Linked DNA regions of Mus musculus: regions 1 and 3 are each linked to region 2. A link is a contact called in public promoter capture Hi-C data. All regions are on one chromosome and are shown on one strand. Each heading gives the region's core, a stretch centred on a gene start, on an enhancer-like site or on the middle of the called end of the contact. The rest is flanking DNA. Distances are from core to core; before and after follow the strand shown.

Region 1 (2,939 bases), core at 18-2,517, 320 kb before region 2:
GGAGGACAGACCAGTCATGACACTTGCCAATCAAGTACAGGTACATGTATTGTTCCTTGACTCTAATTTTTCTAATTTGAGGAAGCCGTTCTGCATTCCTGGATAAACATACTCACTGGAAAAGAAGAATTAAATATGGACTCGGCACAGTATCTTCTTTGAAACAGCTTCTTTTTGAATCATTAGGATTCAGGGAAGTAGGAAGTCTTTTCTGTAACAGGGTTTGTAACTTTGACTCAACCATGAACTGCACAAGAATAAACCTTCCCAAGAAGAGACATGAATTCTCAATACTCTATGTTTCCAGTGTAACTCCTTTAATACAGTGATCTCATTAGACAGTATTATGAATATTTCTGATATCTTTGTATTCAAGAAGAAAATATCTCAGTGTTCTGTTTAGGAGAAGTGAGGGAAATTCAAGACAGATAACACTAATGTTCAAATATTGTCAAATATGACCGATGACAGGATCAGTGCAGAGACAGAAAAATCAATAAGGAACATCAAACCTAAGGCAGGGGGAAATCCTATAGTGCACAGTGGATTAAGAGTTAGTACACACGCCGGGCGTGGTGGCGCACACCTTTAATCCCAGCTCTCCGGAGGCAGAGGCAGGCAGATTTCTGATTTCGAGGCCAGCCTGGTCTACAGAGTGAGTTCCAGGACAGCCAGAGAAACCCTATACAGAGAAACCCTGCCTCGAAAAAAAAGAGTTAGTACACACATCATTGTGATCCCAGTAACTCTGTCCCGCCCCTTGGGAGACATACAGAAGAGAAAAACCAGTGGAGTGCTCAGAAAACATCTGCTGGTGACTAGCTTTGATTTCTAATTCTTCTATCTTAAGCGACTAGGATGGTTTCAATAGAATCGTAAAGAGATAATGCTCACTCCTACATTAACTTCCTGCTTCCACATTCTTAAATAAAGCAGATCATGAAAGCATGAATTTTCCATTTGTTAATAAGATTCTATAGTAGGTCGGAGTTTTTAAATCAAAATGTTTTATCAGAGATAACATGGAAACCTGATAGGCGGGATTAATGTGAAAGGTTCAGCTCACAGGCAAACATTTCGTGCCGTGACCAAGGACTGTAAAAGAGCCCAAATTCCCTGTGCATGTCCATGTGCACCTGCTCTCAGTGGACTGTAATCCAGGCAGTGTACAAAACCTCTTCAGTGGGTTCCCGGAAGTCCTTCCAATTGATTTGTGGGAAATGTAGTCCCGGCCCCTGTGACGGCATCAGAAAGTGCTGTCAGCATCAAATTTCCATATTCTTTCGTCAAAGGTCGCTTCTCAAATTTGTGCAGTTGTCCTGTTGAGCGCTGCATTTGGATTTCTGACATGGAGGTTGGTGCAGGGAACAGCACCATCTTGCAGATATGAGGGACTGTGCAGGGTGGCGGGTAGGGCACGGAGAGTGCCGGCTTGGGCTTGTTGTGAGACAGGAAGCTGCTGACCTGGAGATGCTGTGCTGACCTAGGCTGGGTCACTGTCCCTGGGCACAGGTTTGATGAGGAGAACGTTAGAAACTACAGGATGGCAAGGGCAGGCAGGGTCTGCACACTGCCTGTGCCTGCGATGCTGACCAGAGCTCAAGCATGTTTAAAGGGAAACGTGCTCGGCCTAGTTGACCCATTCTCACTGGCTGTAGTCAGATTCTCTGGACATACAGAACACGGGGACATCTACCGCCCCCTATACGTCATGTCCTGGAGACTACTCCTTGTTTGAGTTCACACAGCTTTCTAAAGTTCCTAGTGTCCAGGGACAGAGAGTCCTGTGACGGTGATTGTTGTGTGGGGTGTTAATTACTTTTCCTTTGGAATGAATTGTTAGATTTATGGATGCCTTGGTTAGAGTGGGAATTTCTAATAGACATCTCAGTGACATGATTCCTCACAATACATGGCTGTATAGCCACAGAATAATCTTGTAATTGGTAACATCCCGTGTTTGCACAATCTATGTAATTATGGATTTTACACAGATTAAAAATGACTAGACAGTAATACCTCAACGGTTCTGAGTATGTTTGTGTTCTGAGTATGTGTTCTGTCCAGTATTTGGACTTCTTTTCAGATGTGAGAGATAGATGACTTGGTGTGATGAGAGAAAGATCGCTGGGAGGAGCTGGAAAGTCTGAAAGGGAAGGAGGAAATATCTCTGCTCATCTGCCAGGCTCTGTACATTGTTCTCTTTAATCTGGCAGGATCTGGATATTGTCTCATCATGTGATTTTCTTATGTATGTTCCTATTATTGGCAGTGTTCGAACTCTCTTAAATTTTCCCTGTCCCTCAATGTGACTTTCAGGTTTACTGATGCACCCTTAATAGTTTTAGGAAGAAGTCTTCAAATTTTTCAACTGTATTAGAAAGGCTGCAAGATAAATTTCAAAACCTGTGGCATACTTGGGAACTTATGATTTGCATATAGTAGGTTCCTGTTCATGCAAAATGCATAGTTGTCCTTTTGAAGAGTTAAGAGAATAGTTTAGTCCAGAGCCATTTTTGTAGCCATGATCTGAGAACACAGGTTTAATTAATCCAAATTCCATGCTCCAACATGAAATCTATTTCATGGTTTTACAGAACAAAGAATGTCATTAACCTAAGAAAGCTTAAAATACATTGGTGTAAGTCTGATAGAGGTATGTATATGTACCTTGAGATATGGGAGATATTCTATTCACCTAAGATACCATCTGCTGAGATTTTAGCTTTTGGGTTGATAGAATCTCATGTTCTGCCTAGTCAGTGGATTCTGAGAGGTTTTTATCTATTAACAAGCTGTGTGGTCCACTACATAGTGAGGCAAGGACTGTCCCTGAAGGGAAAATCAGCCCAAGACAGCTAACCCTGAACCTGCAGAATTCCAGGCTCTGCCCCTCAGTGAACTTCCACGTGGGCCATCAGTCTCTGCACACACAGACT
Region 2 (2,700 bases), core at 200-2,699:
ACAAAAGAGTTTGACCAACTGAAACAGGCAGCGTGTGTGCAGTGTTAACACGAGGGCACCTCTGGTGTCCTTTGTTAACACCTTGTGACAGGTTTTTCGATCTCAGGCTTACAACCTCTGAGGCAAAAGTTTTATCTCTTGTTTTACTTAGGGAGATTTTAGTTCATCCTCCACTGAGAAACAGCTCAATATCCTTTCAGAAAACATCTGTGTCATTTCAAGTGAGGAATTAAACACTTTCCACGAGAGATTCCTAATCCAAGTGAACCATCTGTAAATTCACAATTCATTTCCAGGTAAGTGGAGGAAACATCACACACCTCAATCTCCAGTACGCAAAACTCTGACCCTGGAACCTAGCAATTTCTGTCACCTCAAAGCAAGACAAGAGTTATTGCATGTGTGATAGTTAAAAGCTAGCTCCATTTCCAACTAAGCTGTTGTACAACACAGCAACAAAAACAAACAGCAAACAAAAAACCAAAAAAAGAAAAAAAAAAAAACCCACATAGCAGAAAATCCCCAGAGTTGAGATACTTGTGGTGTGTGCCTTTAAAAATTCCAACCCCTATCTTCCCTTTTGCAGCAGTTCTCAAACTGGCAAAGGAGATTGTGGCTCTAAATAAAGCAGTTTGGGTTGTTTTTTGTTTGGTTCTCTCTCCTCTCTTCTCTCCTCTCCCTCTCCCCCTCCCCCTCCCCCTCTCCCTCTCTCTCTCTCTCTTTCTCTGTGTGTTTTTGTGTTTTGTTTTTCGAGACAGGGTTTTTCTGTGTAGCCCTGGCCGTCCTGGAACTCACTTTGTAGATCAGGCTGGCCACGAACTCAGAAATCCGCCTGCCTCTGCTTCCCAAGTTCTGGGATTAAAGGCGTGCGCCAGCACCGCCCGGCTGGTTTTATCTCATAATTCCTAGTTTTGTTCGGAGTTTTTTTCAGTGGTCTTGAACTCCGTGACAGACAGCCATAAAGTACAGAAAGGACCAGATCTCCTCTTAACTAAACTTACTGACAGATCCAGTAATATCCACGTGAGAGTGACCCAGCTAATGCTTCCACCAGAAAGCTGGAAAGTGTACGCCCAGAATCACCATGCCCAGGCAAAGACCTTCACCCAGCCAACACTGCCCAGGCAATCCTTGAACTTACAAGCTTCTCCATTCCTTGATTTCTGTCAGTCTAACGCAGGGGTCAGTCCCACCAACCCCCGCAGCGCCCTCTCACCAGCCCTGTCCAGAAAGCTCCTCCAAATCAGCTCTTCCCAGCTCCCATTCCATCCGGTCCCTGTTCCTTCCGGAACTATGCACCCCGCACAGACCCTGGGATGACTGAACCCTGGACCAACCTCCATGTCAGAGATCCAACGGGAGAGCACAGCAGGACCAGAGTCTGGCCCAGCTTTGGATAAGAGCCGCACATGCTTACTAAAAGATGAACTGTTTACTAAAAGTGCAGACCTGTGACGTCACCGTGCTGCAGACTACATTTCCCACAAGTCTGTGCGATGGCGTTGCAGGAGTCCTAGGAGAGTGAGTTGTATTATTTAAAGGTCCTGGATTTCTACATTGATGTGTGTCTGCAATGTAGTGTCACCTACTTAGGAAACAAGGAGACCATGAACTGTGTCCAGTTCTAACGAGCCGAATGTTTATGTAAGGTGCCGCTTTTCCGGATTTTCACTGTAAAGTTCTTAATTCCTTAATTTCCGTGGAGTTTACAGCTATTTGAGGAACCACCTCACTGCCAGTTAAGTGGCAATAAGCTAGTTTGCAGAAACCAGACCATGCGTTAATCATTTCAAAAGAGTTTTACAATTTTCTGGAGGAGGGAAGTTGCCAGGAACTTATCTTTTAGTAATTTAAGAGCGGGTGCCCGGCACACAATAAAGTTTCCTCACAGAGGACAAAGAGCAAAAGCAGGGACTCAGGCTGCTTTTGACATTCAAGATTCACAGCCTGCGGTGTCTTTAATCCCAGCTCACTGCAAGCAAATTCAGGCACCTCTGAGTTCCAGGCTGCCTTGTTTACAGTGAGTCCCTGGCCTGCCAGGGCTACACAGTGAAACCCTGTCTCAAAACAAAACAAAGAACAACAAAACCAGAAATATCCAGATTCATCACAGAAGATATTTGTGAATCAAGCCTTTCCATGTTTTGTTTGTTAAGTTTACAAGTTGTTGCTCATCAATATGTTTATTTTAATCTTCATTCTACATATTATAAAATGTTACTTAAGCTTGCAAAAAAAAAATAGAAAAATAGACAAAAGGAACTTGCCAGATGTTATGGATATGCCTTCAATCACTTGGGAGGCAGAGACAGGAGAAACTCTAGTTCTAGGAGAGCCAGAGGCCTGTACTGGGACTGTCCCAAAAAAAAAGGAGGAGGAGAGAGGGAAATAGTATGTTATATTGGCAGTTTTCCTTGGAAATAACAGAATCCCTTCTGGGCCAAACCAAGCTGCTCTGAGCAGCCTACTACCCAGGGAACCTCCACTCTCCTGCCACCTCTCCTTCACCTCCATCAGACTCCTGAACCACAGGTAAGGTTCCCTTCCCCAACCCTTCTTCCCTGCTATCTGAGTCCTCTGGGGCAAGCCAAGCTGCTGGAGCAGCCCGCCATCCGAGAGGTCCTCCATTCTCCTGCCACATATCTGCCCACCTTCATCAAACCTGAGACTCCTGAAGCATACAGAACCACAGGTTCGCAA
Region 3 (2,917 bases), core at 156-2,655, 380 kb after region 2:
TCTCAGAGAATACTCCTTTTGCGCAGGAAGTGACAAATATTTACATGTACAAGGCAGGTTTTGTGGGTGATAGTAAGGACAGTACCTTATATCCAGCCAATGCTAGATGCTGCCAGCAGAGCTTAACAATTGAGAATGCAGGGGTATAGTTTCATTCATAGCCAGTAGTTACGATATCTGTGGGGGATAGGTCACCTCCCAAATCTAGGCACGTTGGGGCAGAAACAAAAGCAGACCACAGGCATAAGGCAAAGGAATCTCAGAGACAGAGGGAGTGCTATCTCAGAGGAAGCAGGCTTTGAGTTCTAGCAGAGACAACAGGCATTAGGAACCAGTAAAGCTTCTCTTAACTTGAGAAACAAACAGGTAAGGCACCCTCTGGCACAGAAATCATGGCTCCAAACCCCTGGACCTAGTGAGGTTGGTTCCTGGCCTCCATGGCTGGTTAGCTTTCCTGATGGCTGAGGTCTCAGAAAGATAAAGAAGTGCAGACCAGAAGCCCCACTCCTGCCAAGGCTGCAGCTATTGCTCAGGAGGCTCCTGCAGTCACCACAGGTGGACAAGTCCTGCCTCCCTTACCTCAGGATGTGAGCACTAAAAAGCAGCACTAAGTCCAATCTACTCACCTTGCATGGGGTTCCTTTAAGGTAACAGCACACTTAGCAAACACCCAAGGATCTCATGAGTGAGTGAGGAGAGAAAATGTGTGGTGGCGCATGTCTTTAATCCCAGCACTGGGGGGTGGGGGGTGAGGGTGGGGGTGGGGGTGGTAGAGGCAGGCGGATTTCTGAGTTCGAGGCCAGCCTGGTCTACAAAGTGAGTTCCAGGACAGCCAGGGCTATACAGAGAAACCCTGTCTCGAAAAACCAAAAGAAAAAATACTGGCAATATTTTCAACCATGGGATATGACCGTGATGAATAATGAGATTCAAAACAATGTCAAATGTGCCAGAGTTGAAAGCCTACTAGGAATGGGAGTGGACAAATATTTTGTAAGTTTATGAGAATTTTGCTGCCATCTCCAACAAGACATTCTCAGTGAGCGTGAGAACCAAAGAGGCATCAAGAGCCGCTGGGAGTTAAAAAATATTAATGAATCTTAAGATGATTTTCTTTCCCACATTAGTGTATTGCTTCCTTATTTAAAAACACAACAGGGTCAGCGTGATTCTTTTTTAAAGTAAGATTAAAATTACAACATATGGCCCAGAAATGACTTGTACTCCTAAGATTTCTGTCACAGACTCGACTCACATTCACGTTATCTCCTGTTGTGGATCCGGAGGGGGGAAAACCAGCCCGACTCCCCAAGAATGTGCTGCAGACTGCTTCTTTCCTTCTATTCTCTCTCTTGGGTTGCCAGGGACAAATTCTGGAACCAGAGAAATCACCTTCGGTGGGTTACAGAAATCCCTTCGCACGGACTTCTGGGAAATGTAGTCTGGATACTGTGACGTCACAGGGAGCTAACCGGTAAACCCCCCACTAGGTTTTTGCTTAACAGAGGGGTCTTCCCCAAAGTTTTGCGAGAGTCCTGTGTGGCCGTTACATTCCTGTCGTCTGTGATGTGGAGGTTGGTTCAGAAAACAACATAGCCTGGGTCTCTGTTCCCGGTTCTGTCTCAGAGGGAGCGAAACTGAACTGGGTGGGAGGGCAGAAGCTGCTGCTTGGACCTGCCTTGCTGTACCGGCTGGGACAGGTGACGTTGCATGTCGGGACGATGAGGATTGTGCCCTAGGTGATGGTTTCCTTTGGACACTGCGTGCTGCTCTCGTGCCCTAGAGATGTTAGTGATCCCCAAACACAGGATGTGTCCTTGGCCCACAATGGTTATTTCAGCCTGTTGTTTTGTTTTGCTTTTTGTTTTTGTTTTTTGTTTTTGTGTTTGTGTTTTAGACAGAATTTCTCTTGGTTCTCATGGAACTTACTTTGTAGACCAGGCTGAACTAGAACTCACAGGGATCTTCCTGCCTCTGCCTCCCTCATCTTGGGATTGAAGCTATTCACCATGACACTCAGAGTGTCAGCATGTTCTCATCTCACACTGAAATTGTTGAGCTATTTTTAAACTAAAAATACAGAGTTGTAACTTATAGAAGAAGGAGGCCAAATATTTTTTACCATGGACTACTGATGTCAGGAAGCCAAGGTTCTGGGCCTTCCTGAGTAATGGACGCTCTGGAACAGTGGGAGAGAGAGAAGCTTGCAGTCTTGTTGCCCTGAATGCTGGATGTGTATAAGGATCATGTGGGCTACATCTTAGAATCCGATAACATACTGTTTGAGTTGAGCACAACAATACTTAGAAAAATGATCAAAGCTTATCTATACAATTATTTTAAAGGACCCCACTAATACATAAACTGCTGATATTTTCATGTATAAATAAAAAAATAATATGACTATTCTCGTTGGCCAATCTGGGGCATTATTCAATAAGACATGAATATAGAAATTAAAAAATTTTGAAATAATTAGACAGCATAGCAAACATGCTGCTCAACTACAGCACACTGATACATGCTGTCAAATGTGTAAAACACACTTCAGAAATGTCACAAACATCAACCAGTACCCATTAGAGAAAACACAGAAATGGAACATGACAAGGAACAGTGAATTCTGTTCTATGTTAAATTCTCAGTATGATTAGTCCTTTGCATGCTGGTTTCCCCGTATGTTCAGAACCTTGAATGATATTAGTCTGTGAGTTCTTCCTTTAATGTTCTACCCCTTGCCTCCTCCATCTCCTGTCCCTTGTCACTGTGCTTTGTGTCGCTGCTGAATTCTGGACAAATGCAGAAACCCAGATGACAGCCAGAGCCACCTCATTAAAGTCTGTATTTTCATATAATTTCACATTCATGGCTGTGTATATTTAGTGTTGACAAGAACCTTCTCCCTCACCAGGACTTT

Evidence for each region. Capture Hi-C pulls out chosen DNA fragments and counts their contacts.
Region 1: a promoter capture Hi-C map of pancreatic islet shows a contact between it and region 2. The contact joins the promoter of Zfp759 here to the promoter of Zfp874a in region 2. A contact is called at or near these places in 7 of 39 promoter capture datasets (the C10 cell line, the HPC-7 cell line, cranial neural crest and 4 more), 1 of 484 Hi-C or Micro-C datasets (CD4 T cells), 1 of 115 datasets of contacts at active chromatin or transcription factors (stem cell-derived neural progenitor cells) and 5 of 9 other capture datasets (adipose tissue, embryonic stem cells, liver and 2 more).
Region 3: a contact with region 2 is called in a promoter capture Hi-C map of liver. The contact joins the promoter of 4930525G20Rik here to the promoter of Zfp874a in region 2. A contact is called at or near these places in 3 of 39 promoter capture datasets (embryonic stem cells, hippocampal neurons and liver), 3 of 484 Hi-C or Micro-C datasets (cortical neurons and embryonic stem cells), 4 of 115 datasets of contacts at active chromatin or transcription factors (bone marrow-derived macrophages, embryonic stem cells and stem cell-derived neural progenitor cells) and 3 of 9 other capture datasets (adipose tissue, liver and macrophages).

Annotation. Positions count from the first base shown.
Region 1 is chr13:67,126,961-67,129,899 of GRCm38.p6, forward strand. Zfp759 (zinc finger protein 759) reads left to right here and starts at 1,268. Exons shown (of 4, transcript NM_172392.3): 1 at 1,268-1,354. The coding sequence starts at 1,349.
Region 2 is chr13:67,450,175-67,452,874 of GRCm38.p6, forward strand. Zfp874a (zinc finger protein 874a) reads right to left here and starts at 1,450. Exons shown (of 4, transcript NM_177712.4): 1 at 1,338-1,450. The coding sequence starts at 1,343.
Region 3 is chr13:67,829,580-67,832,496 of GRCm38.p6, forward strand. It overlaps 4930525G20Rik (RIKEN cDNA 4930525G20 gene), which reads right to left and starts at 1,406. Exons shown (of 3, transcript NR_045194.1): 1 at 1,256-1,406. It overlaps Gm10037 (predicted gene 10037), which reads left to right and starts at 1,527. Exons shown (of 4, transcript NM_001309374.1): 1 at 1,527-1,574.